2 separate regions of the Gossypium hirsutum genome follow, and region 2 is linked to region 1. Evidence: chromatin contacts called from public Hi-C data. All regions are on one chromosome and are shown on one strand. The core of a region is the stretch at or near the end of the contact, and the rest is flanking DNA. Distances in the headings are between cores, read along the strand shown. Region 1 has its middle 14 kb from the start of LOC121208992. Region 2 holds the start of LOC121208615 (nuclear pore complex protein NUP35).

Region 1 (7,787 bases), core at 1,521-4,020:
TTTTCGGAATCATCAAGGACTGCATGAAGCAATTAGGTATGGAAATGAGTACTGATTTAGCCAAAGTGATTCTTCCTGCAATAGATAACTTCTTGGCATCCCAACTCTGCAATTTCTTTCTTACCTTATCCACAATAAAAGTCAGACTACTCTTGGTAATCCTGCTGTGCAAAAGAAGAACACCTAAATAGGTGCCAAGATTTCGGACTTCCTAAAAACCAAAAAGCTGGTTAATTTGATTACGGACATCAGCTTCAGTATCTTTGGAAAAGAATATGTTATTTTTCCTAACACTGATTTTGTGACCCAAAATCTTACAAAACTGAGTTAGGATGCTATCCAATAATCGAGCTTGGTCAAGCTAAGCTTTACAAAAGATCACCAAGTCATCCGCAAAGAATAAATGAAAAACTAAAGAAGTTGTAAGAGAAAGACGAATTGGGGTCCAGTTTCCAGTTCCTATTTTTTGTTCGAATAAAATGCCCTAACCATTCCATGCAAAGCACAAATAGATAAGGCGATAAAAGACAACCCTGACTAATTCTTCTCTTAGTTTGAACTTCTGAGTTAGGCACTCTATTTCATAGAATTTGCATAGAAGGGGAATAAATAGCTGACATGATCACGTTCCGTAAGAAGACAGGGATTCTAGCCGTAACCAAAGAAGTACTTATAAATTCCCAACTAACTTTGTCGTAAGCTTTCTCCAAATCTAACTTAATAGCCATCCACTTCCTTCCTTTCTGATTGCATCGCATAGAATGGATGACTTCTTGAGCTAAAATAATGTTATCAGAAATGTTTCGCCCAGCTATGAACCTAGCTTGTTCTTGGGAGATTAGCTTAGGAAAGATCACCTTGAACCTATATGCAATCACTTTCATCACCAACTTGTAGAGAACAGAACATAAACTAATAGGCCTAAAGTGACTAAAGTTCTCAAGACTCTCTTTTTTAGGTATCAACACAATTAACGTATTATTCAATTCTGGCTCAATCAGACGTCCAGCAAAAACATCTTTAACCCACTAACACACATCATTCCCAAGGATATCCCACTGACTTTGAAAGAAATGATCAAGGATATCTCTTCATTAGTCATAGTAGCCTCCAAAAAGTGACCTTTGAAGAATTGAAGCTAGGAAAACCAACATTTGGAATATCCCTCAAGATAGGGGGAGCCTCTCCATAAAGTCCTTCAAAGAAATCCACCGCCTTAGCTTGCAGGATGTCATGATCTAAACACCATTCCCCATTATCAATACGTAAGGTTGTGATACGGTTGAATTTCCTTCTCCTCAACGTACGACTATGAAAAAATTTGTATTCCAATCCCCCAAGTAAAGCCAATCGTAGCGAGCCCTTTGTCTCCAAAGTAAATCTTCATGGTCAAGAACATTTTCCAACTCATCCCAAATTTCCAATTCTTTTCCTGTTAAATGCGTAGAGGAAGAATGATCCAAGCCTTTTTGAATATTGTTGAGCGATCTCATTAGATTTCTCTTGCGAATACCCAAAAAGCTATAAATATTCATGTTCCAATCCTTAGCAAAAAAGGTAAATTTATTTAAAGATTCAACCATTAAACCCCAAATCCTGCAACTCAAAGGAGTCAACAAAATTACCAAATAAATCGCAACACTTACCTATGGAGACAGGTCTCTTTTTATCTGAAGAAGATAAAATAGTATTAAAATCCCCCATAATTAACCAAGGAAAAGAAAGATTAAGGTTAATAGATCTTAAGCCTTCCCAAATAAGCTTTTGTTTAGACCTATCTGGACTGCCACAAATAAAGGAAATAAAGAAAGTATTATTAGGAATAAAATTATCAACACGTAAGAAAATAAATTGCGGATGGTTTCGAATAATATGGATTTGGATAAACTCCTTCCATCCATTCCATATACCTCCTGAAATACTAACGGCTTCAACTCGATGTGAATAGTTAAACCCCAGTTTTTCAATAATAAGATTAGCATTTTTCCCACTCACTCTCGGTTCCACCAAGGAAACAATATCAAGCCTGTGCTCCGCATTGTATTCCCGAAAGGCTCGTAAAAAATTCCTGCTAGCACATCCTTGACAATTCCATGAAAGAAATTTTAGATTTAAAGCCATAATAAAATAAATATAATATAAAAATTAAAGTAAACCAAACCTCCAATTTTAAGATAAAAAATTATCAAAAAATAACAACAAATAAGGACTATAAGAAATATCCTTACTGCCCAGGGACATTTACTCTCTCTTTTTACACACCAGTTTTGACACTTATTTCAGCCCCAAGATTAGAATTTGCAAGAGTCAAAATGCTCTCGGCAAGATACTCCATCAATTCCTTCAAGGGCATTCGCTGGGCTCTCGAGATTTTAAAGCGGACATTGTTGCCATAAAGCAATTTGGCCTATTTTTTGGCATATCCTCTACCTCTGTTTTTAAGAGTTTACCCCAACCAGAGGAAATCACCGGAGAAAAACCAAAATCATTTAGGGAAGGAGCATTGTTTTTTTCCTTGGTTTGGGTACTTTTATGGGTACTTTTATGGAAGACAACAGCCGAGTGTCTACCGGAGTCAAGGTTTCCAACATCCAGTGAAATTGCACTTCTATCTCGCCCTGTATCCTTCAAATTCGGCTGAGCCTTCACCTTTGAATCGGAGACTCGTACCATCGCCTAAAACTGTTTGTAATTCTGCCACTATATTAGACCAACTGCCTCTTCCAGCAGCAACAAGAAAATGTTGGCCTGCCAAGTCTGGATCAAATCGATCCAAAATTCCCTGAACCTGACCAGCTGGGATGTCCACAAAGACCTAGCTATTAATAGGCTTCTTAATGCTATGTAAGTTTTCATTCAGACTGTTAATGGACATGCTGGGCTCCAAAATTAGCCTTTCTCTTTAATAATAAGGCCACAATCCTCTATCAAGCCTACCTCCTTTAAATTGCTTTTATTGTTGTTATTTTTTTCCCTTCTATTCGGCTGTTATAATGAGTAGCAGAATCTTTCCCAATAAAATTGCCATCCAAAATTTCTTTCCTTTATAACACCTAGTATCTGGTAAAAATCCTACATAATCCTCTTTGTACATATCCCTATTATTAAGAACTCTAAATCGAGATCTTTTGTTTTTTGTTCTTTTGGTTATTTAAGGAAATTTGCACATTTTCTCTAATTTTTCGCTTTGATTTCCTTTCAACGATCATCCATAGCCCGAAATTTTAGTCTTTCTTCTTCGAGCCAACCTCGGCTATGTTTTGAATCTCCGATGACATTTTCGACGGGGCATTCTCCTTTTCACTAAAGATTTCAAAATTTCTAAAAGGACAAGAGTTTTCCACATATCCATATCTCCCACGGTGAAAATAGATTGTATATAAAGATTCATATTCAACATTCTGCTTATGACCATTAATCAAAATATGAGACACCAACAACTTTTCCAAGTCAACGTAAACAACCATTTTAGCAAATCGCCCCCTAGTCCTGCTATCCGTGTTCATATCTAATTTAACAACTTTTCCAACCATTTCCCCTATTTCAGTGATGATTTTATGATTGTATAAATAGTGAGGTAAACCAAGAAATGTAATCCATGCCATCACAGCACTTGGGTAAACTTGTGTAGGGTTAAAGGTTAACATCCAAGGTTGAACCATCAAATATTGACCAAAGCTGATCCAAGGACCTTCAAAAAGCGCTTTTTCACAGTCCAACTTATTCTGAAATTTTACCAGGAAGTAACCATTTTCTATATCCACAGGAAATTTTCTATATGTAAAGGCGCTGATGGTCTCCACAGGTTGTACAGTTTATTCTGCAAAATCGAAATACCAATGTTACGACCAAGAAATTTTAAAATCACGGTGTTCTCTATACCTTGAATAAGGATTTTGTGAATCCTATCCGAGAAAGAAATAGAGGGCACACCATTCACAACTGATTTATAAATGTCCCCGTCCAAGATATCAATATCATCTTTTCCTTCCGAATCGTTGAAAGTATCCTTTGACGATTGGCTGACGAGCATATCCCTCCACGAGATAGGCTTTTTCGGAGATGGATCAATCAACATATCATAATTTATATCATCATCTTCTCCTCTGAATTAAACTTTCTTAGGAATCAACTCCTCAGTAATGGGATTTTCAGAGTTAGTGGTTTCACATAGAGAACTCTTTTTTTTTTTTTGAAGTTTATTATTTTTGTAAAATTGCCATTATTTTCAAATACAAAATATTGTCAATGATAAATAATTATATCGTGAGTAGGCAGCAGATTCAATGATTGCCATCACAATTCAAGGTATTTTAAATGTTGAATTTTCAAATAAACAACAGAGTTTTATAAGTATATATTTCCTTATCACTACTATTGAAGTTTAAAGTTACGTGAATATTTATATAATCATACTCCAAGTCCCACCTTTAAAGTATAATGGACAATTTCCTACACTAGTAGAGTAATTCAAAAATTCAAGATTTTCACGGTAATCAACAATATCAATTTTTTTTTGGTAAAAAAAATTAATCACGTTTCTATTTTTTTTTTGTTCATGTTATTAATTTTTCTTTTCTTTTCCGAATTTTTAAATTTTTTCCTTTTTTCTTTATTTTGTAATAATTAAACAACCAGTGATTGAATAAAAAAACCAACTGTTTGGTTGGTCAACCATTCGCCTGGTCCTTACAATATTGGTAATTTATACAGTGAGAATTAAATATATTATACTATAATGTAAATATTAAAAAAATATGATAAGTGGATTATATTTTAAATTTTAATAAAAATATATGTAATGATAGCTCAAACATGTATATATTATAATAGTGAATATTTAATGTACTGTTAATATATGAGTTTTATGTACCATTAATGAATATTAACATGTCACCTCTTCACTGATGAAAATAATATCCAGGTTTATAAATAAATTCTATTAACTTTCTTTAAACATATACTCAAAATCCAAAAATTAAAACACAAAACTTGATATAAATCGTAAATCCTAAACGATGATATGTTGTATCACGAGTTAACTGAGTGATATAGAAAATATCAATGTGTTAAAAATTTTAATTTTATTATTTTAAACAAAATTTATTTTTTTTTACCATATATATGTCAATTTGATGTAATAATACATATGATAATAAATGCTAAAAAGGAGATATTTCACTTTTTTAGCCACAATCATTGACTAAAGAAAAGAAGTAAGAAGCGATTCCATTGGCTTTGGAGAGCTTTTAATTAATATACACAACTAAAAACAAGGTGCCTTATATCGTAGAACCATTAGCTCTGGGAATATCTTAGAACCGCGCATTACGCATATATAATGCATGCTTGCATGCCTGTAGTATATTTGTCTGCCACATGCAAAATTCGACAAATTAATATCGGTTTATGATCATCTGCCCCATCCAATAATTGTTCAATTACTTGTCCCTCAATTCATGCATGGAAAACTTATATTATCTATGATCACGACGTAGATTATATTCATAATGCTAATTAATTAAAATGTAAACGTGATACACGCGATTAAGACATACACGGTTATTTAATGAAAACTATACTATATATTGCCAAATTTATTGTCGATTTGTAATGCCACAATATTTTCTTATATGCATTTATAAATTATTTGGATCTGTTAAAAAAAATGATTTCAAGTTTGTTACATGATAAATTTAAAGTGATTATAAAATAAGATGGGTTGGCGACGGAGATGATTGGTTCATCCTGTTTAGGACAAGGTAAAAAGTTGATAAGATGGGTGGTCAAAGTGGTTGTGGAGGAGAGGAAAGGGAGTTTAGGTTTGGAAGGAAGAAGGTTGTAGGTTCCCTGGCATTTTCTTTAAGCTCTCAACCTTATATATGTTGATTGTCCCTTTTCCAAAGGCTCCACATGTCGAGTCAATATTGGTGGTAGCGACCTAACACTATAGGTTTAGGTAGAGTGGCACTATGATGTGCCCACGGTCATCTCGGATGAGACGTGGTGGTTGGGACTTGATATGATGGTTTAATAAGTAGGATCGTCTGTCAGGAAAGTTGCTAACTAAGTGGGCCTCCACGAGGAGTCTCAAGCTGCGAGTCTTACATGTTTGTTCAAGGCGTGACTGCTTAGAACTGCTTAGCGGGTTTTAGCCCTTCAGTTAAGAGAGAGGTTATATAGTGGCCTGCTATAAAACTAGTTTGTGTCTGTAGGTGTGAAAGGGGAGTTGCTTTGAGGGTAGGAGCATGTGTGTTTTCAAAGGATGCCGTATGCTTTCGAGGAGTAGAGTATGTGTCTGTGAGGAGATGAGTAAACGTGCTTTCAAGGAGTGGAACACATGGAGTCATGTAAATGTGTTTCTAAAGAGTGAAGCAAATGACTACGAGGAGTCATGTACATGTGCTACTAAGGAATTGAGCACCTTATTGCGATGAATCATGTAAACGTGCTTTCGAGGAGTGGAGAATGTGTTTGTGAAGATTCATGTAAATATGTTTTCAAGAGTGAAGTAATATCAGTGAAAAGTCATGTAAAAGTCTTTTTCGAGGAGTGGTGCACGTGTTTGCGAGTCATGTAAACAAGCTTTCAATGAGTAGAACACGTGATTGCGAAAGCCATGTAAACATGCTTTCAAGGAGTGGAGCATGTGTTTATCAAGAGTCGTGTAAATGCGCTATTGAGGAGTGGAAAACGTACTTTTGAAGAGTGGAGCACGTGCTTGTTAAGAGTCATATAAATACTTAGAAAATTTTTATATTTGTTTAGGTGCCAAGGAGTTAACAACAACAAGTGAATGGTACGTTGAGAGTTATATTGCAAAACATTGTGCGTGATTATTATACACATTTATGGTAATGTGTTACAGCTTATTTTTGAGAAATGGTGCTAATAATGGTCTATGATTAGACTCCTAAGGCTGCCAATTGTTGTGTGCTAATTGGTGGATGAAGTATTCTGCTTGGTGGCTTATTGAGGATTTTTTTTTAACAAGGAGTTCATGAAATTGGGGACTTTTGTCTTCACACCTCACCTAGGTTCAAAAATTTAGAAAATTTATAATTTCTCCCATTCTTTTTTTCACTGCGTAGCTTTCATTTCCTTGTCTCGTTATTTCATCATTTGCTACTCTTTTTTTTGTCTTATTTATTTCACTTTCTACATTTAAAAGGCTTCTAGTCAGCGACGAAGCAATTCTTAAAATAAGTTCTAGGCACTTTTCTCTTTTATTCTTTGAGTTTTCTTTTGGGTTGTGGATGGCTAAAGGCAATTGTGGAGGTAAGGTTGGAACTACTTTCGAGGCTGATGGTGGTTAGAGGCAGAAAGTGAAGAGAATGGAGATGGAGATGGTTGTTGGTGCTTCCTATGAGTGCACTACGAATAATAGTGTATTGCGAAGGTTATTGCTATGCCATAAGTTACAACTTAGCAACTACAAGTTTGATTTTCATATCCTCCACAACGAGTATGTAATAGCCCGTTTTAGGGTCTAATCGAAATAGTAGTTTCGGGACCACAAATTTGAAGTAGAAATATTTATTGTGATATTGTTTTAAAGTCTACAATATAATTGAATGATTATGAGAAAATTTCGTTAAGAAATTTTATCAATAAGGTGTTTAATTTAACTAATAGGACTAAATTGCAATAGGTGCAAAATGTGTGTTCTAGAAGCTAGAGGTGTCTAATTGATATGAAATTTTAAATTGAAGGTCTTTAAATGGTAATTAGGCCATTTTACTTTGAGTTAGACAAAAATGGACATGGTAGGGTGAAATTTCAAAGTT
Region 2 (7,787 bases), core at 3,478-5,977, 120 kb before region 1:
TGACAGCAGGGTGAGGCGGTTTTTTGCCCACTCCGCCCTAACTTGATGCTCTATGGCCATGCTCCAACCTTGACTTTACTCCGACTTTAAAAAAATTTAACCTGCTCTAGACCCGAAAATTTAAAAGGAACAAATATTTCTTTAATAAATTATTAAGTTAAAAAGATAGAAAATGGGAGAAATAACCTTACAGGGGTGAAAAGGGGACTAGTCTTAAGGAAGTAGAATGAGACTAGTAGTGATAAATTTTAGGGATTTTAAAAATTTAATTAATATTAAATTTTTATAAAGAGTAATTTCGTAAAAATCTCAAGGCAAGGTAGGTGATTTCATTCTAAACCTGACCAACTTGGCTATTTTTAAAAATTAACCTACCATGTCCCAACCCCCAACTTCAAAAAAAAAAAAAAAACTAACAGGTCAAACTGGCCCAGAACCTCTCGGATTTGGGTTTTTTTTTCCATCCCTACGGCTAATCCATATGAGATATTCAAATAAGAAAAAAAATATCTCTTTCAAGTCATTTGCAAATGAACTCTAAAAAGTTGGGATAAAACACAAAAAAATTAAGATCCAAAAGAAAATAAAGATGTTAAAAACGTTATCTGCTTGGGTAGTAATGCAACCAATTATTCCAGATAGATTCTAAATTAATTGGTTTGGTCTAGTGTGAAGCCTAAACTATAGTAAAAAAATTATTGCGAGTGACTTGAAAGAGGCTGTTCTTTTTTTTATTTTAATATATCACATGGGTTAGTCAATGGGTTATAAAGGGTTAAAAATAAATTTTTTAAAAAATATTTTAAATTTTTTAGAGCTAGGACTAAACTGACAAATTTTGTAAATGTTGAAGGCCAAATTTATTAAATTTTTTAGAATTAGAGCTAAAAAGACAAAATTTGTAAACATTGAGAGCTAAGTTTGTTTTTTTTATATTTAAGATCAAATTAATAGAATGTGTAAACACTAGAGAATTAGTTTTGTTAAAAACCAATAAAAAAACTCACATCAATTTAGAGTGACTAAAATATTTAATTTTTAAAAAATTTAGTGACTAAATAAAAAAATTAATAGTTAAGTGATAAAAATAAAATAAAAATTTTCATAATTTACCCATAAAAAAATAATTTTCACCATGTTTCATATTATTTAATAGAAAACTTTAAAAAAAAACTAATTTACATGTGTGAAAATATATAAAAATTAATTTACTCACAACTAAAATGCAATACGTCTCTTTTTAATACTTTTTACCTATATTGGATTTATATTTTATTCAAAAGTAAGGAAAGGCAAAGGTACTAAATAATGGTAAGAAACGCAAGGTAGAAGATAATTACGTTACGGTAATTTTTTTATTAATTTAGATAATTTGAATTTTGAAATATTTTGTTTGAACTAGTAAAACAAGAAAAGCCGCAACAATAAATGCTGTAGAACTAACCTTTGAGCGCGGAAAACATAAATGGTAAGTTATACTAAATAACAATATACTAAAGAAAATTTAATGGTATGTTGAAATTGTTTGTGAAAAGAAAACATAAATTTTAAATATTTTAATTTATAAATTATTGATATTATTCATATTAAAAATTATATTTTATTTTTAAAATAATAAAAAAAGGAGTAAACAACACAATTACCATGTGTTGTCACAATAAGTGTACCACATGTCACCTACGACCTAAGATATTGTAGTATATAATATATATGAATCCGACATATATTTTAAATTGACGTACTTTTTAATGGTGGCTGACATACTTTTTGGGCCCGAAAGAAAGATATTCACTGGCATTGCTCGTTTTAACTCTGGCTTTATGCAATTGAAAATTACAAAAAAAAAAAAAATTCAACAATAACAATTACAAAAAAATCTGCAACAATTTTCATTGCAAGGAAAATTGCTCCTTCAAGTGGAATCATAAATTCACTCTATTGAAATTATACGTCCTGTCTTGTGCTGATATGTAGATTCCTAAGATCCAAACAAGTACTCCATGACTTTGTTCCCTAGTGATTTTGTAGGGCTTGCCATAACACCTCCCGACTGTCGTGCATTGGCATTGCCGTTTTGAAGATAGTACGGTCGAGGTGGCCTGAAATTGTTAGACTCTGATGTTCTACTTGATGCCGGAGTCAAAGTCATGAAGCCCTGATTATTCAATCTTTCATTTAATGCCTCGCGTTGCATTTGATCCACTGGCTTCACACCAACCATTGGTACTCCATTAATTTGCATTCCATTCCTGCCAAGAGCCCGTTGAGCCTCGGATCGTTTCTACACCAAAAAGAAAGCAATCATTGCCATGTATTGGTTTTAACATTAGCATGTATGATTTCATCTCCTTCCAGTTCTGTTAATCCACAAGAGTCAAAAGACTTTCACATACAACAATGCGTATATTTCAGAACAGATGACACAAGATTAAACATAAAGATGGGATAAAAAGAACACAGCCTAATTGTTAACAAACATATCATTCCAATCAACTACTTTTTAAATTAATCTCGGACTCGTTTTTGTTTCTTATACAAATAAAGAAAATGGCACGAACAAAACAGATTGGTATAAGGGAATTAAAAAGAAAGATAACCAGGGTACATAATACTTCTCACAAAAGAACTTAACAAATATCACTAAACAACATTAAGAGGAAGGAAATAGGAAGATGGAGACAGAAGATTCACCGAATAAAGAATGTGGATCCAGTTAGCATCTCTTGGCCCAGGAACATGTTTCAATATCACACCACACTTTTCAAACTCTCGCAAAACTAAATTTGTATCAGCAGGAGAAAATCTGGAAAGAAAGCAAATATTAAAGCCAATGGGGTCTTGCATACATATAACATCAAAACAACACCATCAGTTTAACCCCAAATGTTTAGGTTGAACACTTTGTTTTACTAGACAAACATGCTATGATAAATGTCATCACGAAGAAGGAAAATGTTAAAATTTAAGGCTGATTTATCAGAAGGTTCTATATTGAGGAGAGTGGATCAAACAAACAGATAGAAGATTTCAGGCTGCACTATTGAACATTGAGAAATCTAGCAAGAAGTTTCCATTTTTCAACAAGTAGACAAAACCACGCTAGCAATTATTCAAAACATTTAAGCGGATAGCATCAAAATAATTATGTTTTTAACCTGACACATAAAGGTATGAAATTTTAGAAAACTGAATAAGGATAATATAGGGATGCAGATAAATGTCCAGTAAAATAATAAAAGCAAAAGTTACGTCAGAAAAATGAGGCCACATTACAGGAAAAAACACTACTGATTGCTAGAAGACAACAAGACAATATATCAACTATTAAGTAGAACATGAAAGAATGGACTATGAAGCATACCCATAAACAGTAACCCATTCTTCCTCATCTAGATTTGCTGTAGGTACGGAGTTCCTCTGTATCTCTGGCCTAGCAACTGCCCTTAGAGGTGGAAGTGTGATCAATGCACCAGGCTGAGCCATGCCGTCAACGGGAGAGCCCTTTCCCTTGTCATCTTGCTCACTACTACTTGACTTGGGTGACCACCAACTCGAACTCCCTGGGCTCTGCTGATTCGACTGCCCATTAAGTACTGCAAATGAAGTGCTAGCCCTTGACTTGTTCGTTGCTGGAGTAGAGAAGTCACGTCCAGAACTTCGGACTGGAGTTCTTGGATCTGACTTGATTTCGGAAGATATAGGATAATCCAATACTCCAGATTCGGGTGAAAAATCCACACGGTCCTCCAAGGTGTACATAGGAGGAGGCGGAAGATCTGAGCCTCTGAAATTGTCTCGCCATAAAGCCGAGACTGCTGCTGCTTGACCTGGACTAGAGAATTTCCCTTTCCGGGCAGAGATTGGTGATGCCAAGTCTTGGAAAAACAATGACTGCCTCCCTGATTTTGGAGTTCTATGAACCACAGTGCTCATTTCTTTCTAGATTATAAACACTTAATAAAGATTCATCTACACAAAGTTACAAATAATGTCATTAGCTTTATCAAAACCTGATGAACCATGTTCGTAAAAACTTGATGTATCAAAACCACAGTGCTCATTATTTCCAAAGTATGATCACTTAATAAAGAGTCCTATATACAAATCATATCATCAGCTTTATAAAAACCTGATGTACCAACTTATACAATATCAATTTTCAATAAGCTCTAAAACCCCCAATTTTAAGATGATCAATAGAATGTTTAACATTCAACAATAATAACTTCAATAGTTTAGTTAACTAAAGCTGATTCTTTTGTACCTTGTTTTCTTCTCTTGGATTTATTTCTATTAAATTATCCAAACAGATTATCAGATCAATCAATAGCTTAACCTTACAAATTTTTCTCCAGCTATTAGACAATGAACCACTTTCGTAGCTCAATTCCCTTAGCAAACCATTTCATTGACATTGTAGATGTATATATAAACAGAATTAAACAAAGAAAAGAGATCGAACCTTTGAGTTGAGCTCCGTTTGGATTACCCTTCCAAATTGGAAAGCTGAAGAACAAAAATCTTCTCAGCAACAATTCTAATTTTTGAAACGCTAAATCTTAGATCCTCTTCAGAATTTGTGTTTTGATTACTGTTCTGATTCTGCTTAAATCACGTAAAAGAAAAAAAAAGCTTCATTTTCCGTTTGTTTTCGCATTACAGTTTTTTTTCCCCTAAGACCAGACAATTTCGGGTAAAAGCACCGGAGAAGTCCCTGTACTTGTGGCGGATTGCATTTCGGTATCTATACTGAATAAATAGACAAATTAAGCCTTATACATTTCAAAACGTGAAAATTAGCTCCTCCATTAAATTTTATCTGTTAAGTGATGATGTGGAACATTAATTTAAATAATTAATTATCAATTTGGTACTTGAACTATAATTAAAATATCATTTAGTAATTCTAAAAATTAAAAAATCTTAAAAATAAATATAAATTATTAAAAATATTAAAAATTATATTAAAACAGTTTTATAAATAAAAATTTCAAAAAATTTAAAATACGTATGTAAAAATCTAAAAAAAAAAAAACTTGAATATCAAACTTTCCAATCGAAACCAGACACCATCGTTTTTTTTACATGAAATTTTTTCCTTATTCTAGAAAACCCAAAAAAATAAAAAATAAAAAAAAATATAGTAGTGGAACAACCAAATGGCAAGGGAAACATCTTGGAAGAGAAGTGGAAAAGCAATCAAGAATCAAATGAGGGGTTTTAGAATATTAATTTTCTTGGAGCTCTTCGTACAGGATTTTTTTTGATGGACCAGTTCAACATGGTGATTAAGTTTAATTTGTATGGTTTTCATTTGACATAATACATCAATCACCTGTCATTTGTGTGAATTTTTTTTTAAATAAACATACTATATTAACATAAATACCATTTACTATATCTAAATTGAATACTTTTAAAATTCTATCATAAATCTGTAAATCTTCTTTCCCATTAAATGACATTTAAGCTAGATAATTAGTAACTCGATTATTTTCTAGAGGCATATTTTAGAATTCAATAATTTCATGTATCAAAATTTGATGAATCTGTCTAATTAAAATAGAATTTGAAACTGCCAATTAACTACCTTGAATACCTTTAATTATCTAAAATTGTCTATTTTATTATAACTGTACGTTTGAAGAAGGAAATTTGTGTGAATATTTGAACAAAGATATTTTGCCATGTTGTTTACCCCAGCTGCCATACTATTAGTGGGTTTCCTTCAATTTAAAACACCCCAAAAGCTTTTATGGAAGCAAAATTTTTTTCCTTCAATGAAAATCATAAATTTTTTAGAATTTTTTACATATTTATTTTGAATTTTTAGATTTCCTTAATTATAATATTTTTTAAAAAAACATTTTAGCATAAATTTAAAAAAATTATATTTACTTTAAGAAATTTTTAAATTTTTTAGAATTTTTGTTAAGAGTGTTTTTTAAAAAAATTAAAAGATATTTTAGCTATAGTTTAAGAACCAAATTAGTAATTAACCATTTAAATTAATATTTTACACCATTATTTAACCGATAAAATTTAATGGATGAGTTAATTTGTACATTTCAAAATGTAAAAGGGTTAATTTATCAATTTTTTAATAGTGTGGCTGAAATATAATTCATCCCTAAATATAAGAGCTTCCTCGATACTTTCACCAATAATTTCTATTATTTCAATTCGAATCAAATTATGAGAAAAAAAATTATTTTTCATTAGTAAAATTAAATTAATTAAGAACATGATAATTATGAAATTGCCCAAAATGGAGAGTGAAGTAAAAATTCTAAAAAAAATTTAAAATAAAACGTGATAAAAAAAGAGTAATTTTATTCGAAATCGTAAATATCTTAAATAATGTAAATCTAGTTATGTTTGTGATTATGATACATAATATTTCCTCGTTATTTTGTTGAATTACCATTAAATATTTTAGAATTTTTAAAACTTTTGATGGGAATGGTCGATCATTTATAAATATAAATGATGAATTTAAATTTATTTTAAATCTGCTCATTTTAAAATATTTATATTATTTTCAATTTTTTAATATAACAAAAAAAGAAGAAGCTATAGTTGATAAAAATTAAAAAGTGCATAACAACATATTTTCAATAGTTAATACATATTAATATTAAATTACATAATTGATTTTTTCTTTTTCATTTCAATGATTAATAAACAGTTATAAACATACCAATATTAGCTTTATTCGTTGTAATGAATCAGAGCATAAATCTCAACATCTGAAAATAAATAACAAAGTCCTTAGAAGAGTCTCTAAAATTAAATTTACAAAGTAAACTAGGATTTGCTACCCATTCTTCTCATAGCATTAGAGCATCAACACAACAATTTACAAGAAAGGTACATGTGAATAATTTACTTTACAACTATAAATAATATTATTATTTTATACATTGATAACATAATTAATTTATTTACATAATTTTTGCAGAGATCAAAATAATGAAGATGAAAAATGTATATTTTTTTAAATATTATATAATTACCTAATTATCATTTGAAATTTATTTAATTATACAATATTATATATTGTACTTATGTATAGTAATAATTACTTGTATTAATTGTATGAATTAAATTTCTTTATTTTTTGAGTACAAATAAATATTTTTAATATTATATACTTACTTAATTATCATTTGAAATTTATTTATTTTTAAAATGTTATATATTGTAATTCTATTTAGTAATAATTGTTATATATTTATTTACTTATTTCTTCCTCAACATGCCTATAGTCATCATCTCTAGGATCTAACTTGCTCTGAAGGACTGAAAGGTTAGAATTAGTTAGTTGAAAATCATCTCTGGCCATGCTTAGAACTAGTTCAGCAAATTTATATTCCTTGTGGTTGTTCAAGATCATAAATCAATTAACTAAAGCCGTGATTGGAAATCAATGAGCTCTAAAAATGATAGTTGCGATCGTAAATCAATGAACTGTTTAAGTGGAGTTGCGATCGTAAATTGACGAACTCTTAATGAAGTGTTCATTATCGTAAATCAATTAACTGAAGCCATGATCGTAAATCGGTGAGCTTTAAAAATGATAGTTGTGATTGTAAATTAGCGAACTGTTTAAGTGGAGTTGTGACCGTAAATTGACAAACTCTTAATGAATTGTTCATGATTGTAAATCAATAAACTGAAACCATGATCGTAAATCAGCAAGGTTTAAAAATGACACATGATCAGCGGATCGTGAGATTCGTAAAATCCTGTAAGTAGAAGGTCATGATTGAAAATTAGCTGAAGCT

The links. A called contact is a pair of places that touch in the nucleus more often than the background predicts.
Region 2: a contact with region 1 is called in a Hi-C map of leaf, with 2.8 times the contacts expected there. The contact joins the promoter of LOC121208615 here to the enhancer-like site in region 1. A contact is called at or near these places in 3 of 34 Hi-C or Micro-C datasets (leaf and seedling).

Annotation. Positions count from the first base shown.
Region 1 is chrA10:8,436,839-8,444,625 of Gossypium_hirsutum_v2.1, reverse strand. No RefSeq gene overlaps it. Among protein-coding and RNA genes, the nearest start is that of LOC121208992, 14 kb to the right of the region's middle. Within about 2 kb of position 2,770, at least 9 of the 9 cell types and tissues checked have an H3K27ac peak or open chromatin away from gene starts, as enhancers often do. A contact at or near this core is called in leaf, where this site is marked.
Region 2 is chrA10:8,561,751-8,569,537 of Gossypium_hirsutum_v2.1, reverse strand. LOC121208615 (nuclear pore complex protein NUP35) reads right to left here and starts at 4,727. Exons shown (of 4, transcript XM_041079744.1): 1 at 4,463-4,727; 2 at 3,362-3,969; 3 at 2,692-2,803; 4 at 1,780-2,281. The coding sequence starts at 3,933. The coding sequence ends at 1,979.